Regions from separate parts of the Sus scrofa genome. Here region 2 is linked to region 1. Evidence: chromatin contacts called from public Hi-C data. All regions are on one chromosome and are shown on one strand. The core of a region is the stretch at or near the end of the contact, and the rest is flanking DNA. Distances in the headings are between cores, read along the strand shown. Region 1 holds the start of PLXDC1 (plexin domain-containing protein 1). Region 2 holds the start of PCGF2 (polycomb group RING finger protein 2).

Region 1 (2,700 bases), core at 127-2,626:
CAGGGTCGGGGCAGGGCTGGAAAAGTGAGGAAAACCGCAAAACACGCGCGTTGCGGCTCGTCACGCGGCCACTAGAGGGCAGCAAGAAGCCACAGCTGGGGGCAGCAGCCTTTTTGAACCTGTGTCTGCAAAATCTCAATTTAAATTAGACAACAAGAAGAACTTACAGACAGACCTCGTGTTGTCCCATTGTGAATGCATAAGGGCTTAGGGCTGGAGGAGGTCGCTTCTGGGACCCTGGGTCCTGAGGAAGGAGGAACTGGCATTCTGAACTTTTAGGGAGTCTAGTTCTCGTTTCCTTCTCTGGTCCCCTCTTTGTCTCAATGCCAGGCAACCCGCCTCTTCCAGCCCACGCTGTTCCTCCTCCAGACCCCGGGCACACCCTTTTCCTGGGGGAATTCCCTCAATGGCGCTCACCTCTGCGTTGTCCAGTCCCTGGGCCCCAGCCTCATATATGTCAGGGTGCCCCCCTCACCGCTCACTCTCTCACCATCCAGCGCCTGAGTTCCATGCCATCGCCCGAAGTAGGTCGGGGAGCGAACAGGTACCTCCGTGTCCTGACCTGATTCCCTGCTGTCTATTAAATCTCCTAAGTTGTGGGTATTTTTATTCTGCTCTGGAAGGGAAAAAAAAAAAAAAAAGTGATCTATCCCTAGAGCCTGTTATAAGTGGTGGCAGTTGGAGTGAGACGTTTCCTTGCTCTGGGGCAGGCTTTGGAGAGTGACTGTGTTGGGCCGTAAGGAGGCCTGGGGTCCCTGAGAGGAGGGTGGCTTCGGTCCCCTTCTGGGTGTGGGGAGAAGTCCAGGTTATTTCAAAGTAGGGATGAGCCAGGCCCCGTCCATCCCCGTGTCTGCTGGCCTGGGGGACCAGAGGTTGCTGGCAGTGGGAGATGGGGGGTGGGGGTGGCGGATAAAGTGGAGAGGAGCCATGGGAGGGCGTGGACTCCAGGCCTCTGCAGCAAGGGGAGATTCCTGGGGCGGGGATGGGTATCTCCGAGGAACAGCCCAGAAAGTCGGGAAATCTGGTAGAGCTGGGTCGGGGGTGGATGATAGCAGCCCGTGGTCCGAGGAAGGGGCGCGCGGGTTCCTTCCTCGGATTTGGCCCCCTCCAACCTTTGCTTTGCCGCCCGCTCCCCGAGGAGTGGAGGAGGGGAAGGGAGGCAGGAGCTAAGGTGCAGTGTGGGGGCGACCGATGCTCTTTGCGGGGGGTTCTCCCAGCCCAGGGGGCTCCCGCCCGGTCCCCCTCCTCCTCCCTCCGCACCTCCCCACCCCCGCCTCGGGTGCAGCGGCAGGAGCTCTCGGGGCGCGCTGGGCAGAGCTGGGAGGACCCGGGGCGACCGGGCGAGCTCCGGAGGCGCCCCGCCCCCGCCCCGCCCCCTCCCGGGTCCCGGCCCCGCGAGGCTGCTGCGCCCGCTCTCCGCCCGCTGGCTGGCGCTCGGCGGCTCTCGCTGCTCGCGGGCCCCGCGATCCGCCGCCGCTCCGCCACCCACCCCTCCGCCTGCCAGCCCCGGGGACCGCGCTCCCTAGCCCGGGCCGGGGGCAGCTGCGGGCCGGGGGCGGGTCCTGGCCCCCACCATGCGGGCCGAGCTCTGGCTCCTCGTGCTGGTGTTCAGGGAGGCTGCCCGGGCGCTGAGCCCCCCGCCTGGAGCAGGTAGGACTGGCCGGAGTTGGCCCGGGTGGGCCAGGGGGTCGGGGGCGCTGGCAGGCAGGCAGGCGGGGGCATGGGCAAGACCGGGCAGGCTGGCGATGTCCGGGACGCGGGGGATAGTGTCTGCGGGAGGCGAAGAGCCCTGTGGACTGTGGCAGGTGGACAGGGACCCCACTTTCCTAAACACACGGGGTGTATGTATGAGTGAGGGTGGAGGCGCCAGACACTGATGCCCCGATCTCTCCTTCCCTCCTGGAGGGACCCCAGGAGCGGGGGAGCCATAAGGCAGTGAGTGGGCTCTGGCTCCAAAGGGGACAGCGGGAGAGTCCTAGGGACCCCCGGTCACACCGGGTGAGGCTGAATTCTGATGAGTTATGGAGTCTGGGGGTGCCTCCTGCCCCAGTTTTGCCTCCTTTTCCTCTTCCCTGCCCCCACTCGCCGGCTGACCCAGGCTGGGGGCTGGGTGGGAGCAGCCAGAGGGATGGAGGAGACCCAGCATCTCTCCTCCAACAAGGGCAGCAGGAGCCTAATGCCTTCCTCTCTCTGGTACTTGGAGAGCAGCCCTGGGCCCAGAAAGAAGCAAGTTGCTTCTTTCCCATCCCCTGGCCTCCAGGGTCCTCCTGTCACTCCTGCTTTGCTCTGCCCTGGTGGCTCTTGGCCTTTAGCTACCCTGGCTCTAACCTGGGGTTGAGGGTGAGCAATCCTATCTTGCACACTCCCTCTTCTCCACCGCAGTTCACTGCAATCATCGCTCCCACTTGGAAGTCCTTTCTGAGCTCTGCCTTGAATCTCTCCAGTTATAAAAGGAGAACTGTTTTTTTAACAAATAATTTTACATTCTCTTCTTTTCTCCTCATGCACCCAGACCTTCTTTGGGGCTGGGGAGGTGGGTTATTGGGGAGCCCCTTGGCATAGATATTCCTGGAATGGGATGCAGGAGGTGAAGGGCTTGGCAAGGGGGTTGCTGGGGTTGGGCTATTGTGTCTCGGGTGTGCTGGCATCAGACACAGTGTCAGTGACAGAGTGCTTAACTTTAAAAATCCCTGAAGGTAG
Region 2 (2,700 bases), core at 176-2,675, 290 kb after region 1:
CCCAACTCGCCGGGCGTGGGCCAAAGGCTGAAGCTGGGGTCACTGGGCGGCCAGGGTCCGCAGATTTCCTGGTCGCCAGCCAAAGGGTGAAAGCATTCAGTCCGGAGTCCCCAGCTTTGGATCTGCCTGGGCTGCGAGCGAGGAGGGTAGAAGGAGGAGGCAGGCGGTCCGATGCTTGTTCAAGATTCGTTTCCTAATTTCCTAACTCGAGCCACCCACCGCCAGTGAGCTTAATGGCGCTTCTGGACGGATAATCGAGCTCTTTGTAGCGACTGACATAAAGACCCTCCCTAATAAATTCTGAATAAGGAATAAGCGAATCGACAGTTGTAATGAAGCAGGCCCACTGTAGTCTCCAATAACATAGTACCAATCGGCTTCCCTGGCGCTGGCCTCTGCTGCTGCTCCCAGGTTTTCCAAGCTTCCCCTTCGTTCTCTCCTCCAGGCAGGAGCCACCGGAGACCGGAGCTCGAGCGCGAGGTGGAGCCCGGAGCGACGGTCGGAGTCGGCGAATACCAGCCGCCTTTGCGCTCACCGGGCTCCTCCCGCTGCCAGGGCGAGCGAGGCGCACCAACTATGCAAAGCGAGGAACGCGATCCGCGCGCGGGCGAAAAATGCGGGAATCAGTACCTAGCAGGAAAAAGCGCGGGCCCACTTCCGAGGCCCCGCGCCTCGTTTTCTAGTGCACTCGGATTCGGGCCTCTTGCCTTCAGCCCGTTATCGTGTCCCGGTCCCGGAGCCAGAGCTGTGCAGTCTTCTGTTTATCTCCCGGCCCGGGTTACCTTCCTTTCTTCGTCCAAGCACACCGGGGGCTCCAGCCTCCATCTCAGCAACCCGAGCCCCAGCCGCTAGACGTCCCCCCGCCTGAGGCCTCTGCCTCTGTCCCCGCCTCGTCGGTTTTCTCCCTCGGGGTGGGTCCCGGGCTCAGCGTTTTCGAGCGGGCCATCCGTCGCGGAGGGGACGTAGGGGGTGGGGAGGAGACGGTCGCCCTCACCCATGCAGTTATTAATTTCAAGGGAGTGTCACTTAGAGTGAATGAAAATAATCTGGACGCGTGGCCAGGGGCGTCGTGTCCCCAGCCCGAGCACCGTGCCTTTTGGTCGAGGCCGAGGCGTGGAGGACTGCAGAGCGAGCCACATTTCAGCCCAATCCTCATCTCACCATTTTCCAGGCGCCCCAGCTAGGGGCGAGGATCGCAGGGTCAGAGGGTGGGGGGCACCCACATTTTGAAGGCAGGGGTTGGTTGAGGCGGGTAACACAGAAGAGGAGTCATCCTCCAGGGTCAGGGGCAGATGGGGAAGGCTGAGGTCGTGTCCTAGTTTTGGGGGGCCCGGCACCCGGGGGTGGGGGGGCAGCCGCGGTAGCCTTACCCCCTCCTCCCCGCTCCGCAAACACCCTGAAGGAATGAGGTCACGTGGGTGAGTAGTGGGCGGGACCTACTCTAGTCGGGAGGAAAAAAGCCATTTTGTCTCCCCCCCCTTCCGAGCCCCAGTCCCTCCCCTCCCCCCTCCGTCCCCTCCCCTCCCCTCTCTCCCTCCCACCCCGAGCCGCTTTCACAAACTCCTTTCTTACCGTGTGTTTCTCCCCTCCCGCCGCCCGAGCGAGCGACACGGCTGCGGCCCCCCCTCCCCTCCCTTCCCTCCCTCCCTCCCATCCCCCCCTCCCCGGGACCCACCGGACCCTGAACCCAGGTAAGAGGACGCAGACTCCCCTCTCCTCTCCTTCTTCTCCCCGGTAACCATCTGCGGACTGGGACTCGGGGCCGGTCTCTCCTCCTTTGCAAACCCGGGTGGGGGAGGCTCTGAGCCGGGCCTGGTCTCTGGTCTCCGCCCCACCCCCGCCGGCCCCTCTCCTAGCTCGCCCCGTCCGCCTTTCTTTCTCCCGTTTTTCTCTCCCCTTTTCCTTTTCCTCCCTTCCAAGATGGCCGAAGTGGATTCCCCCTTTTAATGATTTGGCGTCTCCGTCGACCACCACCTCTTTGTGCCGCAGCCCCCCTAGACCCTGCACCCGAGGTAGCGAGGGGAAGGGTCCGAGGCAGCCACAGGGGCTTCGGGGCTCCGCGCTGGGGCGGATCTCAGCCCCTCCAGCCCTCCCCATGAGCCGGAGCAGCCCCTGGCTCTCCCCCACGACCCCTTTCTGGGGAGGGGGCCGTTCTCGGCTTCTTCCGTGGGCGCTGGGGCGTCGTGGACGCGCGAGGACTTGACGCGGGGAAGAAGGGGACGAGCTTTTCGATGGCTGCGGGGCCGGGGGAGGGCGCTCTTCCCCGCGGGGCTTCGGTCCTCTCGGCACCTCCCCCAGCTGGTCCCTTTCCCCCCCCCTCATCCCCGGACTAGGCGCCCCGCCCCCTCCCCCCGAACCACCTCGGAGGAGCCTCTTTCTCCGGAACACCCCTCCTTGGGCCCCGCCGAAAGTTTGGCTCTAGGGAAGGTAGGAGCGGCCACCCAGTAACTGGGGTCCCGGATCCTGTGACTTAGGCTCCTGGGGAAGCCGAGGTGGAGGGGTAGATGGGAGGTGGGGGAGATGTTTTCCATCGCCCGCAGAGGCCAGAGGGGTCTGGCGGACTGGCTCCTCTTCCACGCTGGGGCCCGGCTGCTCCCTCCCCTCCTAGGCCCTCCTGCTTCTAGTTCTGAGGGGCTGGGACCCCTGGGCCAGCAGACACCCCTGCCCCTCCTGTCTCCGCGGGGGGCCCAGGCACGCCTC

Evidence for each region. A called contact is a pair of places that touch in the nucleus more often than the background predicts.
Region 2: a contact with region 1 is called in a Hi-C map of epiblast stem cells, with 2.0 times the contacts expected there. The contact joins the promoter of PCGF2 here to the promoter of PLXDC1 in region 1. A contact is called at or near these places in 5 of 47 Hi-C or Micro-C datasets (embryonic fibroblasts, epiblast stem cells, heart right ventricle and 2 more) and 1 of 2 datasets of contacts at active chromatin or transcription factors (alveolar macrophages).

What each region holds. Positions count from the first base shown.
Region 1 is chr12:23,071,916-23,074,615 of Sscrofa11.1, forward strand. PLXDC1 (plexin domain-containing protein 1) reads left to right here and starts at 1,377. Exons shown (of 14, transcript XM_021067058.1): 1 at 1,377-1,650. The coding sequence starts at 1,575.
Region 2 is chr12:23,361,206-23,363,905 of Sscrofa11.1, forward strand. PCGF2 (polycomb group RING finger protein 2) reads left to right here and starts at 1,426. Exons shown (of 10, transcript XM_021067066.1): 1 at 1,426-1,691.